2 separate regions of the Mus musculus genome follow, and region 1 is linked to region 2. The links are chromatin contacts, called in public HiCAR-type maps. All regions are on one chromosome and are shown on one strand. Each heading gives the region's core, a stretch centred on a gene start, on an enhancer-like site or on the middle of the called end of the contact. The rest is flanking DNA. Distances are from core to core; before and after follow the strand shown. Region 1 holds the start of Nptx2 (neuronal pentraxin 2). Region 2 overlaps Gm33765 (a long non-coding RNA gene).

Evidence for each region. HiCAR-type assays count read pairs that join an accessible place to other places.
Region 1: a HiCAR-type map of embryonic stem cells shows a contact between it and region 2, with 2.4 times the contacts expected there. The contact joins the promoter of Nptx2 here to the enhancer-like site in region 2. A contact is called at or near these places in 7 of 484 Hi-C or Micro-C datasets (the G1E-ER4 cell line, cortical neurons, embryonic fibroblasts and 2 more), 1 of 115 datasets of contacts at active chromatin or transcription factors (embryonic stem cells) and 1 of 9 other capture datasets (liver).

What each region holds. Positions count from the first base shown.
Region 1 is chr5:144,542,971-144,547,754 of GRCm38.p6, forward strand. Nptx2 (neuronal pentraxin 2) reads left to right here and starts at 2,917. Exons shown (of 5, transcript NM_016789.3): 1 at 2,917-3,513. The coding sequence starts at 3,094.
Region 2 is chr5:144,503,432-144,507,908 of GRCm38.p6, forward strand. All of the region lies in intron 2 of Gm33765 (a long non-coding RNA gene), which reads right to left. Among named protein-coding and RNA genes, the nearest start is that of Gm33765, 14 kb to the right of the region's middle. Within about 2 kb of position 2,925, at least 20 of the 459 cell types and tissues checked have an H3K27ac peak or open chromatin away from gene starts, as enhancers often do. A contact at or near this core is called in embryonic stem cells, where this site is marked.

The DNA of each region.
Region 1 (4,784 bases), core at 1,667-4,166, 40 kb after region 2:
GACATCGTGGTGGAAATTAGCACATTTCCCAGAAGACCAAGATAAAAATGCATGTGAGAAAGAACCAGGGAGCCAAACAGATGGGGCAATAAAATGGAGGTAGAACAGCTCATTAGGATTCCCAGCACGTGGGCTTGGGTTAAGTCTGTACCCGGCTCTGGGCTGCCCCGGGACCAGCCGACATAGTGAATGAGTGGGTGGTTACTATGCTGTTGCACCGGTTACACTAAGAGATTAGGTGGCAGTGATTCACTGCTGCAGATCTGCACGACTTTCTCAAGTAGCAGAAAAATCTGTGGGCCCTGGGCTCTGTCACTCGCACAGCCCTTCTCATGGGTAGGGTGAGTCATGCACGCAGGATCTTTCAGGTGGACGGTTTCTGTGCTGTGAGGAAGAAATCAAGGCAGAGAGCCCACGCTGCCAGGAACAGGTTACAGCCACGACCACAGCATCTCCTTGTATGAAAGTCTATCTGCTGTTTACACAACCAGCCTCACCTTCTCTACTCTGCCTTCGCTACAGGAAATCCATTGCCCACACAGAAGAAAACCAATGTTTTGTAATGTTTGGCACGTGGAAGAGGGAGTCCTTCCTCCCAGAACTACCAGGCTCTTGAATAAAGCCAGAAGGGCCATTAAAGAGTTGACGCTAATTGCCTTATCTTTCCTACAAGGTCCAAAGAGGAGAAAATGGCTTGCCCCAAACCACTTAGCTAGTAACAGTTGGCATTGGGACTAGAAGGCCTCATTCCTAAACCAGCAGATTTTTCCATTGTACCAGGAAAACAAAACTGCAAATAGCATAAGTCCTCTGATTTTACTGTCTCCAGAGAAAATCATATCCTCAATGCCTGGGTCTTTCCATCTGGAATTTGGCAACTCTGCTGATCCCTTCTCATAGTGGGAACTCTTGTAGGAAGTCTAAGAGCAATTATTTTGGGGATATATGCTATTTTTATGTCTTCTTGTACATCACCTTCTTTGGTCAGGAGGAAATTAGAATTCTGGAAATACGTTTAATTATTAAAAGGACAAGCCTTGGCTTCAAGTAGTTGCAAATATGAATTATTAGTCCATGTCATGAAAGGGCTGGAGAACTACAAAGAAACAATGATAATCTATTTGTCACACCCAATTAAGATCTGCCCTGGCCTGGGAGTAAAAGAGCATTAAATCTGTGAGTGGTAACTTCAAGCAGCATGTCTATATTTGGGTAATTCTGAACATGCCTGGATTTGGTACCTTACAGCATCCTCTAAAAATGTACTACTTTAGAAAGTGTTTTGAGATTTTGTTGCCTTCGTGATTGCAGTTTGTGTGTGTGTGTGTGTGTGGGGGGTGTTATTTGAGCTTTTGAGTTTCCATGTAGCCAAAGAAAGAAAGTCTAGGAAGAAATGGTAGACTCAAGGTCAAATTCAACAAGGGGAAACTTCTTTGTGGTGAGTCTAGACAACAAAGCCATTAGCCCAGTGTTCACCCCCCTGCCTACACCCTACCTTTTCCATTGATGAATATTCTTACCTGAGCCATCCTCGCTTCTGAGTCCTGCTCTGGGTCCTGTGGAGACTGAATATCCTGTCTGTAGTTTTTAATCCTTGAAGAGATTTTTCATGAATAGAACTTTCCTTATAATTTAGCAACACTGTCCTTGAAAACCCCCACAACTATTTACATAACAGAAGCTATTGTTTGAAGTGCAAAACAGGTCAGAATTTGGTTCCCAGAGATTAATCACTGCAGTCTATTTTGTATTATCATAATAATTTCATTTATTTTGATACAATTTGTTTTCAGAATCAACCCCAGCTTCTTTGCACAAGTGACAAATCCATTTGTTTCTGGTAGAATGGGTAATGTGATTAATGACCTTGCAACAGGATTTCTTTAAAAAGGGGGAACTTTTTTTTTTTCATTTTTAATTCACAGTAAACCAGCTGAGTCTGTTAAGTGTGTAACTGTTCTGAACTTGTAAGCCATGGGTAAGATTTTGAAATACCCCCTCCCAATCTTTTGCGGGGTTTCTGGGTATTAATATTAGGCTTTCTCCAAGAATCTGATGATACTAGTCTCCAGGTGTAAAGTGGACTTGTTGGATTCCCGCATTAAAAAGAACGGGGCCCCAGTCTTTGCCATGGCCCCATCATGTTTATTCCGGCTGGATGTTCTCATCAAACCGAGGTCATGCGAAATAAATAAGGTCATGCCTAGAAGGATATTGTCCCCGCACAAGAACCTTCGAGTGAACTCGTGACTACTGCCTCCTGGTCTTCTGTGTGGGCATCCCCTTCTTTCTTGCAGCATCCAGGACCCACTTCTGTCCCTGCTGGTCTGTTTCTTTCTTTCTTTCTTTCTTTCTTTCTTTCTTTCTTGTTTTCTTCCGTTTTTCCCCTTGAGTTCTCTGGGGTTGGGCCTGGGATTTTGGGTACGCCTACAGACTGTCCGCCTCTGCAATCGACCGTCGTGCTTCCCGCGCCAGAACAAGGAAGCCCACGCGAGCCGCGTAGGTGGCTCGCGTGGAAGACCCGGGTTCGAGTCCCGCTGGGAGAATTCCTCCTAGGCAAGTGGAGTCATCTCGGTCAGGATTTCTCAGCCGGAAGCCGCGCCAACACCTCTCATCGTGGGCGGCAAGTTGTCCCCGGGGCTTCTTTGACCGTGCGGGGCCAGCCGACGCTTTCTCTGACCGTTTCCGAAGCCCAGTTTCCTTTCCTAAGGAGCCTTGGGGATCCTGCACTCGCGTCTCTGAAACCCAACCCACGACAGAACCCAGCCGCCTGGGCCAGCTTAGCAATGCGCCCGCGCCCCGCCCTCCGCGTGACGCGAACGCCGGCGGACCAATCAGAGAGCGCGGCGCGAGCCCCACGCGCCTGTGGCCCCACCCTCCAAGCTTAAGAAAGGGCGCGCGGGCAGAGCCCGGGCCAGAACGCCGCGCAAAGCGGAGAGCGGGTTTTTGCGACGGCAGGCGGCGCTTGTGCTGCCGTTTCCGTGCTGCACGCGGTTCCCTCGAGTGCCGCGCTCGGACAGACGTAGCCGGCCGCGAAGGCGCCCAGACGGCAAACCAGCGACCCATGCTGAAGTGAGCACACAGGTCAGCGAGATGCTGGCGCTGCTGACCGTCGGCGTGGCGCTCGCCGTGGCCGCCGGACGAGCCCAGGACAGCCCGATACCTGGCAGCCGCTTCGTGTGCACCGCGTTGCCCCCCGAAGCGGCGCGCGCCGGCTGCCCGCTGCCCGCGATGCCCATGCAGGGAGGCGCTCTGAGCCCCGAGGAGGAGCTGCGAGCCGCTGTGCTGCAGCTGCGCGAGACCGTCGTGCAGCAGAAGGAGACGCTGGGCGCCCAGCGAGAAGCCATCCGAGAGCTCACCGGCAAGCTGGCCCGCTGCGAGGGGCTGGCGGGCGGCAAGGCGCGCGGCACAGGCAAGGACACCATGGGCGACCTGCCGCGGGACCCGGGCCACGTCGTGGAGCAGCTTAGCCGCTCCTTGCAAACCCTCAAGGACCGCTTGGAGAGCCTCGAGGTACCTGTGCGCGGTGGCATCTAGCGGGTGGTGGTCCCCGGGATCGTGGGACTGAGGATGCGGGAGAAATGGGTACGTGGGCTGGCCGGGCGCCCCCATCCACGGGGAGAGCTGAGTTCGGGGGTGCAAGTCTCGCTCCTACTCTGGACCTTACTGTGATGGCCTCCCGTCTCCTTGTCCTCTTCTGTCCCCACGTTCGATGGGAAAGGTGAAATTCTCACCCCCATCTCCATTCCGTCGCGCGCGGGGACTTACCCACTAGACTCACCGTGAACTTACCGAGGTTTTTACCTAAAGAACCCAGACTGCCAAGCCTGGAGGGCAAAACCCGGTGACCCCGGCAGCCTGTTTCCTCTTTGCAAACCTCCACTTTCAGAAGCGGGACACGCTCCTGCTGGCTGTACCCAGTGCTGAGACTGCCACCGGAGGTCAGCTGCCCCTGGGCATCTGGTGTTTTCTTTGACAAATTGCGTCGGGGTGTGGGAGGACTGGTCTTGACTGATCTGCAGGATAGTGGAGGGGGAAAGCCAGCGACCCCAGGATGTAAGCAAGCCCCTTATTAACCTCAAAGACGCCTCTTCACAGAGTCAGCTTTTTTTTTTTTTTTTTTTTAAAGATGCCCTTAGCTATGACTTTAGGGGAACGGACTTTATCTCGCTATCTTCTCCCGTGGGTAATTTGGAACTTTGGGGGAGAAATCATCAATTAATTTTCATCTTACTTCCCACCTTGTTTAAGAAGTGTGGACATTTCTGTTAACAGCGTTTATCAAAAATACCTATTAGCAAAAATGAGGTTTAAATTACAGGTGTTAATTATTGCTAAATTATCGGAGTGTTGCTTTTGGCATGATTGCTATATACAGTATTCCCAGCATCTGTGGGTCCATGAGTCATGATTACTGAGAGCTCACACTTTTTGAGTTCTAAGTGTGACTCAGGCAGAGTATTTAATTTTAACCCTTGTAATAGAGAATGGCTCGAGGCAGGTCCAGTTTTCTACAGTTTATAATCTGGTACACTGGGACACAGGGATTCAGGCGCTTGCCAAGGGCTCATGGCTGAGGGTGGCTGGCAGCCTCCGAGCCAGCGTGATGGCAGAGGAGTGAGAGAAATAGGAAGTGAGGGTTTGGATACATTAAAAACGGAGCTGTCTGGGGTTTAGTAACGTATTATACCTGACCTTTTCCAGGAATATGGCAGAGCCCGTTTGCCCTTGTACCATTTTGGAACTTGGGGACCGTGTTCATTTCTAGATGAAAGCTCGCTGGC
Region 2 (4,477 bases), core at 1,675-4,174:
CGGATTTCTGAGTTCGAGGCCAGCCTGGTCTACAAAGTGAGTTCCAGGACAGCCAGGGCTACAGAGAAACCCTGTCTTGAAAAAACCAAACCAAACCAAACAAAACAAATAAGTATGTTTACTTGTATGCGTATATGGTATAGTGTATATGTGTATGTGGTGTGTGTATATGTACGTATGTGTGCAAGGTGTAGTGTGTATGTGTGTGTGGTGTATATATATGTATGTGTGCATGGTATAGTGTGTATTGTGTGCTGTATGTATGTATACATGATATAGTGTGTATGTGTGTGTATGTGGTGAGTGTGTGTGTATATATCATGCATGGTGTAGTGTGTGTGTGTGTGTGGTGTTCATGTGTACATGGTACATGGATATGAGTGTGTGTGTGTGTGTGTATCCATGTGTGTACATACCAGACAGGCCATTAAATGCCCTCTTCTACTGCTCTCTGCTTGTTGCCTTGGCACAGCGTCTCTCCCTGAACTGAAACTCTTTGTCAGGTTAGGCTATCTAGCCAACAAGTTCTTGGGATCAGCCCATCTCTGACTTCCCCATTGCTGGGGTTATAGGTATCTTCAGCCATGCCTGGCTTTTTAGGTGGGTGCTGGGATGTGAATCCACGTCTCCACACTCACATGGCAAGTCCTCTTATCCACTGAGCCACTTCTTAGCCATTCTGCCTTCCCTCTTCCCCCTCCTCCTCCTCTGCCTCCTCCTCTACCACCACCACCTCCTCCTTTTCTTCATTGAGACCAGCTCGGCTCAGAAGCACGACGTAGCCACAGCCAACCATGGATTTCAATCCTCCTGCCTCCACCTCCTGAGTGTTGAGGTAGTGCTGTGATTACAGGCATGCACGGTTACACCCAGCTCAGTGCCTTCTGCTTAATAGAACATTCTAGGAATTGGTTCCAGAGAATTTATAGGATTCACCAGCATTGTTTCGCTGTATAATATTTCCTTGAGCAGATGTCTCATGGTTGGTTCAGTCGCTCTGCTGTGCATTTGCATTGAAAATGTTTCCAGGACTTCGGTTGCTATTTTAAGTCTTCAGGGAAATTCCTGCAAGTGAAAGGCTGGTCAAAAATTGAAAGCGCACGTCTGTTTGCGAGCTGCACAAGTTCCTTCTGTAAGCGCTGCAGTCGTTTTTTCGTCATCACCCATAAACTGTGTGGATGCTTCTGTCCTTGCAGCAGCATGCCAGTGTCACAAATGAGAAGTGCCACCTCAGGGTAGCTTTAATTTGTTTGTATCTTATCACGAGCAAGGAGGAATAAATACATTTTTATATAATGACCGTTTACTTCTTTTCTGTGAATTGATTATTTTCCCCACTTTTCTTTTGCATTGGAAAAAAAAAGGTTCCTTTCCCCTTATTTTCTTGGTACTTGGAATGGAACCTGAGGCTTCATATGTGCTAGGCAAGCACTCCCCTGCTGACTCATGCCTGGAGCCTCTCATTGGCCTGCCTAGAATCCCCCAGTGAGGGGCTGGGGGCGTGGCTCAGTGGTAGAGCCCCTGCCTAGAATCCCCCAGTGAGGGGCTGAAGGTGTGGCTCAGTGGTAGAGCCCCTGCCTAGAATCCCCCAGGGAGGGACTGGGGGCGTGGCTCAGTGGTAGAGCCCCTGCCTAGAATCCCCCAGTGAGGGGCTGAAGGTGTGGCTCAGTGGTAGAGCCCCTGCCTAGAATCCCCCAGTGAGGACCTGGGGGCGTGACTCAGTGTTAGAATGCTTTTTTAGCATGTGTGAGGCCCTAAGTTCAAGAGTATATTAGAACAAATTGCCTGGGACTGTTTGTGTAACTTGGAGCCACTAGACTCTTTGGGGTTTGGAAATGCAGAAAGCAAACAAACTCTTTACAACTTTGTCAAAGATAAATCTTCTAATATACAAAGAGGTCAGTATTTACAACTCTTGGGTCATTGGAGACCTGACTAGCATCTCTGTCACTTGAGTGGGTGACCGTAAAGCCAGCCATTGAAGAATGTGATCTTGACTTAGCATTTTGTCCTCCCTGAAAGCAAGAGTCAGGCAAGTGAGTTCCAAGGAAAAAGATAGACTGGCTTTCACTCCTCTCTTTATAAAGCTTAAACTGGGTTTTGGGTCATTGGTGTCTTCTCCAAGGCAGAAAAATACCTTCAGCAAAGAAGAGAATGACAGTGTTTTTGGACAGAAAAGGGAAGCCCCAAGCAGAGTAACTGGCCCCCTTTCCCAGACCTCACAGAGAAAGGACACACAGTTTCATCACCGACCACTTAGCAGACACCGGTTGATAGCTCTTTGGGGAAGCACCACCATCCTGACAAAACAGCTCTGTGACTCCTGCTGTGTTTCTGAACTTGCCAGTTCAGGCTGCCATAGCAAAACAGACAACTTAAGGCTGAAGAGATGGCTTGGAGGTTAAGAGAATTTGCCAGCTCATCTGGAGGACCTGGATTTGGATCCTAGCACCCATATCAGGTAGCTCACAACCTCTCAGAACTTCAGCTCCGGGGAATCTGGTGCCCTCTTCTGGCCTCCACAGGCACTGCATGCACATGGTACATATAAACATTTGCATGCCCGTGTACACACACACACACACACACACACACACACACACATTTATTAATTTAAAAATAAACATTTTTTTAAAAAAAAAGAAAACAGACAATCTGTTCCTTATTCATGGAGGATATGTTTAGAAACCCTCCACTTGATGCCTGGAACATAGTATTGTATCCACAACCTGTGGTTTATATACAAACATGACTTAAAGCCAGCCCCATATGGTTGTGGCTTAAGTATGAAGTGTGTTGGGGACTTCATGTCCAGTATAGGGGCCTATGGAACCTTTAGAAAGTAGGCTCTAACTGTCTTGGAAATTAGTCACTTGGGTGGTCCTTTGAAGGTTATAGGCTGGTCTCTGCTTCCAGCTTTAGTCTTTGTTTCACAGTCCTTTGTTATGTGAAGACTACTCGCTCCCGCCACTGTGAACTCTGTCATACTGTCACTGCTGTGCTGAACAAAACCCCTGAAATCCACGAACCAAAGCAAACCTTTCCTCTCTTCAGTTGTTTCTGGCCCATATTTTGGTCATAGCGACCCAAAAATAACATTCACATTTATTCTCTCTCTTTCTCCCTTCTTTTTTCCTCCCTCCCTCCTTCCCAAGATGAACAAGGTAAGTATTTCTGCTTTCACATACTCTCAACCATGACCCTTTGTGTCTTTAGGCACTGTGGAGCCAGGCTCCCAGGGACTGAACCACAACCATCCAGGACAAAACAAATCTCTCCTTTTAACTTGTTTACATCGGGTTTTTTTGCCACAGTGAGGAAAAAAAAAAAAAAAAAAACTAACACGGGGCTTGGAGTGGCCACTTAGTAGATGTAGTGCGTGCTACTGCACCCACAAGGACCGGGGTTTGACCTGTTCAAGGACAGAGGACCAGGAAGCAGAATATGGGCGGAAGCTGGAGCAAGGATACAAGGATACAAGGTCTGTATCCTGGGTGTCCTCTATCAGTCTCAATCAGTTCCTTTGGAGAGAGGTGTTTTACTGAACCTGGAGATAGGCTGGCAGCCATCAATCTCCAGAGATCCTGTTTCCATTCCGACCAGCACCCGTGACCTGTGCGCATGTGCGGCCGTGCCTGACTAGTGTGCTGGCGATCTGAACTCGGGTCCTCAGGTTTTCACAGCAAGCTTTGTCTGCGGAGTCACCCGCGACAGCCTTCCTTTTTGGACAACAAGCGGCTCTCCCGCCCTCCTGTCTGCCATTTGCATGATGTTGACTTTGAACTTTAGCATCTCATTTCTCAGCGCTGGGTTTCTTTTGCTCCCTGTAGTTTAGGAAGGGCAGAGCTTCCTTCAAGGCTGCGAGTCGAGCCTTAGATAAGCTGCAGAGGTGTGAAAAGAACCTGTCTAACCAGATCTGCAGAAAAAAAAAAAGCGTTTCCAGAGGTCTTTAATCTGGTCCCTCCGGGGTGTGTGGCATTGCAGGCTCACAGTGGTTCAATCAGACACAGGGAAGTGGGAATAGGTTTCCGCTTTCCACAGCGAGCTACTTGGTGACTTTCTTTTCTCTTTTGCCTTACGAACTGTTCACAAACTTATTTTGAGCTCTGTCTGAGACGTAGACGTACATCTGGGGCCGTGAAGGATCAGACAAATGCTGCTTGATCATTAAGGAGCCGGCTTTTTAAAGATCTGTCTGAGGATTCTGCCAGCTTAACCTTAAACTGCACGCGAGTGGCACTGGGTAAGGGGAATGGCCAGCCCAGATCTGTTTCACCACAGCTTATGTTAGATGACAAGGCATTTCATGATTTTGGGCCATTTGAGATAAGTTAAGCAAATTAAATCTCCTTTGTGGGGGTCTAGGGAGGTGGCTCAATAGGGAAAGACCTTGCCTTGCAAGCATGAGGACCTGAATTCGAGTCCCAGCACCTACTGCGCGTGGGACGAGGGAGATGGCTCAGTGGTTAAGAGTACC